Regions from separate parts of the Sus scrofa genome. Here region 2 is linked to region 1. The links are chromatin contacts, called in public targeted proximity ligation maps. All regions are on one chromosome and are shown on one strand. The core of a region is the stretch at or near the end of the contact, and the rest is flanking DNA. Distances in the headings are between cores, read along the strand shown.

Region 1 (2,951 bases), core at 237-2,736:
ATCACACACACACACACACACACACACACACACTTGATTAAGAAGTGGGGAAATGTATTTGTTATTACTCAATAAGTGGAGTTTGTTTGTTTGACAAAATCTTTCAAAACATGAAGTCCAAAGGGAAAAATTATGAAAGGGGCCCTTGAGAATGAAAAGTGTGGGAATCACTGATGTAATCCAGTTGTCTGATGGAAAACTTGGTTCTCAATGGTCAGCCTCTGCTTGCCTTCTTCCAGTGTCAGGGAACTTACCACTCCCTGAGGTAGGGCAGATGGGTTCGAGGCTCTCGGTTTTACCCCTCCCCCCTCCACATACACTGTCTAGCTTTGGTGATGCTCAGTTTTCTTCCCAGCTCTGTTGCTAATGGCTGTGTGCTTTGGGCAACTTAGTTACAGTCTTCGATTCTCAAAAATGGTCACTTTCATGATGACAGGCTTAGACCATGTTGGGCATGGTAGAGCCTGCTGAAGTTTACCAATGTCCAGTTCTCCTCTCCTCCTTGGCACATGAATAAGACATTTCCGGCCTCTTTGCATATTGTAATTTGCTTTGCGCAATGGAGCATAGAATGAAGTGACCTCTGACATTTGCAGGCCTAGATGTTTACACTATAAAATATCCCACACCGTGATCTTCCAGGCTTTTCCTATCTCTCATGGCTGGATGATTCCAGGTTGACTTGGAAGCCACCTAATCATGGAAACACAGTATGAAAGCAAACTAGGTCCCTAAGTTAGCTTTTTACAGCAGAGCCTCTTGACCAGAAGTATCACCATTGGACTTTGTGAGATGAGAATGAAAGCTTTTACAACGTAAAGAAATTGAGGTTTGGAAGTTGTTCTTAACAGCTGTCAACATTAATTATATTGAAAGACCAAAAATAACTCATTCCTTCTCTTCCTGAATTCAGAACTAAGAGAGAGATGGAGATAAAAATGTCAACTTTTTAATGGATAAAATTTGGGTTGAAGGACATGGCACAAGTGTATGATCACCAGAAAAGGGATTTGTAATTCTTCTCCCCAGAGTCAGACAGACTTGTCCATCCCTTCAGTGGAAACTCTGAACATCCCCATGCTTATCTTACATGCACATGATCCTATAGGCAGGTCTTCAGGTGGATCCTAAAGAGTAGAAGCCAGAAGTGTTTATCTGTTTTTGTTCTCAAACTCATATCAGAGAAGTGGACCCACCTCCTGTGAAGAGTGAACATCATGGGGAAATGAGGCAGGAAGTGCTACACTGGGTAAGGTCCCCCTACATGGAAACTTGAACCCAAGAAACCAAGGTTCCCACTAAGATTCTTCCCAGACGTAAGTTCGTGAGTACCTGTAAGTGTAAGCTTTCTGAGGATAGAAGCCACATCTCCTCCTTGCCCCCCTCCCCCCCCATGGCATCTAATGCAACACTAGGCACAGAGAGGATGCAGAGCTAGTGCTTCTGATTGACTGGTGACACCTTATGAGCACATGTGACATTTCCCCCACTGGGTGACTCCAGAAGGAGCAGAAATTGCTGTGGTTTGACCCCTCACACTGCCAGTCCTTGCCTAACCCAACAATTTGAGAGTGTGAAAGGCCAAGCTGATGACCCAATCCTTCCTTGGGGAGATAAAAGTGCTCTCCTGCCCACCAAGTCCCATGCTGGGCAAAGCAATTGACCCTGCTGAATTCCTGGCCAGCCCATTGCCCTGGGGGTCAGTGCATATGTCTGCATCTTATCGTTGGTTGCCAGTTCCTCAAGTCAGATACTGAAGATTACTCAAAATATCCTTGAGAAGTACCTTTAGCAGGTAGTGTTTGAAAAAAGATGGAGCTTATTTTTCTCTGTGCTAATATATGTCTGGGGTAGGAAGACCAGCCTAGAATGACAGTTGTGATGTTTTTGATGTTCCGGGCTCCTTCTATCTGTGTGGTTTACCATCCTTAGCTCATAGGTCCCATCCTCAAGATTGACTTATGGTTGTAGGATAGTCATGGAAGTCTTAGCCCTTATGTCCACATTCTAGGTAACAAGAAAGAGAAGGGACAGGGATATATAAGGTCCCCCAGATAAGTCCACTCATTCTTTTTAGGAGCTTTCCTGGAAGCACCACCAAACAAAGAAAAAGTACACCACACCAACCAGAATATAGTCAAAATGGTCACATCTCTCTACAGGGGTACCTGGGAATAGAGCTCTTCAGCTGGTTCCATTGTTTCCTGGACAAAATCAGGATTGTGTTATTAAGGGAGAAAAGGAAGATGGAGAATGGCAAGCCACCCAGAGTGCCTGCCACACCCACCTCTGTATCCTGGCAGTGCTGACCACACAGTAGGTATGTGTGTGTTTCACTCATCTGTTATTACTATCAGAAAATACTCACTGAGTATCAACTCAGGGCAAGGTATATGTGTATAGGTCGAGGAGAAGAATAATACAAAATAAACAAATAAAGCTATAATATAATATTAGGAAATTATACATGCTAAGAAGCAAAGTAAAGCAGGCAAGGTTGGGGGTGGGGACAATGTTAGCTTACATGTTCAAGAGTGGCCTTTATTTGAATGAAACAAGGAAGTAACATGCAGGTTTCAGGGGAATAATGCTCCCAGAAGAAGCTGTGGCCAGGGAGTACACTTGGCAAATTCCAGAACAGATGGGGAGCAGGGAGAAGTAGGTAGCAGCCAGATCACGTTAGACTTTGTAGGCTTCATTGGGACTTGGAAATTTCCTCTTAGATGGAGGGAAGTGATTGGAGACATTGAACATGGAATTGATAAGTTTCCACCCAATTGCTTCCCTTGTCTCTCTCATGTCTTCTTTGACCACTCAATTAGATATCTGTTTAGTCCCTCTCATTCTGTCCACCATGTTTTGGTGGTGGTGTTGTTTTGTCTCTCTATAGTAAGTGTGGATAATTTCTTTAGGTTTCCCCCCCCACACACACTAATTTTTACTTCAGATGT
Region 2 (2,951 bases), core at 326-2,825, 320 kb before region 1:
AGATGGCTGTGAGGTTTCTAGTTTGAATAACTGGGGAAGAGATGCAAGTAGCAAGATGTCTCATGGAAGAGCTGATCCTTGGGTGGGGAGGAAGAGTTAAATGGCAAGTGTATTGAATTTAAGCTTTTGGCATAGATCTTCAGCAAATGGTTGGAAATGAGGAAAGCGTTGGTGTAAGACCACGGATGGCTAAGGAGAAGGGCTCTTTACATGCTCCCAGGTGCGAGTTGGAGCTGTGGGAGTAGATGACCCATGCAAGGGGGCAAGGGGACGAGTCCAAGGGAGTCAGAGAAGAAGAAAAGGAGGAGCCAGCAAGGAAAGCTCCAGTGTCTGGGAGGAGGACCAAGGGCCATATGGACCAAAAACAGTAAAGGGAGAAAGACTTTTTTCTAAGTATCATTTTCTTATTTTAGTTGAATTTCCTGAGATGCACGAATCTCTCAGTCCTAAACTGAAAGTTATTCATATTTTTCAATTTCAAAAACTAAATTCCATAATCTAATAAGATGGGGGGTGAAATTAGTCATTGCCTTTTTTTTCTACTTTTTTTTTAGAGCCGAATCCGAGGCATGTGGAGGTTCCCAGGCTAGGGGTTGAATCGGAGCTACAGCTGCCGGCCTATACCACAGCCACAGCAAGATAGGATGCAAGCCTCGTCTGTGACCTACACCACAGCTCATGGCAATGCCGGATCCTTAACCCACTGAGCAAGGCCAGGGATCGAACCCACAACCTCGTGGTTCCTAGTTGGATTCGTTTCTGCTGCGCCACAACAGGAACTCTGTCAGTGCTTTTGGTTTTGTTTCTCTTTCTTGTTGGTAATATTGAGGGTTCTCTTCATTACTTTTTTTGCCCTTCTCACATATGGTTATTTAATAAAGAGTAGAAATCACATCTGACTTCCCCTAATAAGTAGACTTCCCCTATCCAATTTTGAAGCAAGAAGCACATTGTGTAGTTTTAAAAATTCTCATGGTGCATAAGGAAATGGAGATGAAGTGTACGCATTTATTAGAAATAGGAAAACAAAATGATAGCAATTTTTTAGAAGTTCTGCTTTCCTTGCAGTTAGAATATTTTATTCAACTATAATTAGAATTTTAAGATTATTTAAAAATAAATAGTAAACATATAGAAATGATTTGCATTGGCTCTGAAGTGCAAAACTGCTGTGGAATAGGAATTGGCATTGCAACACCATGCAAGTGTTCGGTTTAAAATGGTGTTGGGCCTCCAGCTCCGTCAACTTTTGTTGTGGAACAAACCGCCCCAGAACGCAGTGACTTAACCATTTATTTGGCTTGGATTGGCCGTTTGGACTGGGCTTAGCTGGGTGATTCTGCTGCTGGTCCTGCTGGGGGCTCAGCCACACAGCTGCGGTAAGCAGCCTGATTGGCTTGGGGTTTCTTGGTCTGGGGCTCCCCCTCCTCCGCCCCCATTAGGACAGCTCGTCCCCATTCCATGTGGTCTCATCCTCCAGCAGACTGGTTTAGGTTTGTCCACAGAGTGGCAGAAGGGAGGTAAGATCCTCAAGAGCAGAAGTAGATCTCTGAGGCCCCGGCATGGAAATGGCACAGTGTAATTTTTGCTAGACTCTTGGTCAAAGCAGTCACCAGGCAGCCCAGGTTCAAGGAGTGGGACAGAGGACTCTGCCTCTTGGTGGGAGGAGATAGAAAGTACTGTGGCCAGGTTTTCAGTCTTATTGCCCCAGCTCATGTTTGTTTGTTTGAAACACTCAAATATCCTATGTAACTACTGAAACAGCACTGGCAGAGAGAGAGAGAGAGAGAGAGAGAAAGAATGTGTGTGTGCGTGTGCGTGTGTTGGGGGGGGGTGTGAGAGGAGATTAACCTTTCTTCTCAATGTGCAACCTTCAAAACAAGGGGGTAATTGAAGTAATCTCACTTTTTGAGTCATCCCTTTGATCAGGGACATGTTTATTCAGCTCTCGAAGCAACTGTAGAGATAATTTAGCGTAAGTGAAATTAAAATACAACTGGTGTTCTTTTATGGTATATGTTGAATATACATGTAACAAATGGATATTCAAAAAGAACTGTCTAGGGGCTGACACTAGGCTAGGTATCTAGGTATAGAGAAGAAAGAAATCTGGCACATTCTTTTCTTTCAAGGAGTTTGTGTTCTTACTGGATGGGCAAAATCTATATGCACTTAATCCAACAAAGCCCTATTGATGGATGTGTCTAGGACTGGGCATAATCAAAGATCGTACACAGATGGCTATGACCTAGTCCTTTTGGTGGAGCAGAGAAACAGGTACTTCAAATCACTGTGATTCAAAGCAAAATAATGAGAGCCATGGGAGAAATAGAAACTAAGTACTGCTGAATTAGAAAAAGAATGGGAGGAGGCAAATGATCAGCTGCCAGGATGTGATTCATATAATTAACACCTGAGAAGGGAGGGGTCTTTGAAACAAGAGGGTGATGGCTGCACAGAAAAAATGAGTTTTGAACAAGACTTGGAAGAAGAGGTCAAATTTGAATAAGTGGAGAGGTGAGAATCCTATTTAGTCATTTTAGGATGAAGTTGTATTTTCCCAAGAAGGTAATTATTTAATTAAAGAGAGCCTTTTAAAGTGGCAGCTATTAAAGAGCGTGAGATGATACTGTAGAAAGACAGGAAAGCATTGTGCTGGGAAGATGGCTGGCAGGTTTTTCTCCCTCCAGTGGTACCAAAGCTTAATTTTCTTTCATCAGATACTTGTGTACTTTGGTTGGGAAATTAGAGAATATTTATTTTATTTATAAGGGCTGTATACATTTCATTTTCACTGAGTCATGCTCACTTTAGTTATACATTGATTTGAAAATTAGAAACAAATATTGTGTGTCCCTGCTGACAAGGAAATCAGAAATTAACAAAAGTGAGGAAACCCCCTTGAGTAATGTCAGCTGGTACTTTCTACAAGCACGTCTGGATCTATTTAA

Evidence for each region.
Region 2: a targeted proximity ligation map of alveolar macrophages shows a contact between it and region 1. A contact is called at or near these places in 1 of 47 Hi-C or Micro-C datasets (liver) and 1 of 2 datasets of targeted methods (alveolar macrophages).

The regions. Positions count from the first base shown.
Region 1 is chr4:14,178,561-14,181,511 of Sscrofa11.1, reverse strand. No RefSeq gene overlaps it. Among named protein-coding and RNA genes, the nearest start is that of TRIB1, 120 kb to the left of the region's middle.
Region 2 is chr4:14,500,910-14,503,860 of Sscrofa11.1, reverse strand. The region is part of intron 4 of NSMCE2 (E3 SUMO-protein ligase NSE2); the gene reads left to right. Among named protein-coding and RNA genes, the nearest start is that of WASHC5, 96 kb to the left of the region's middle.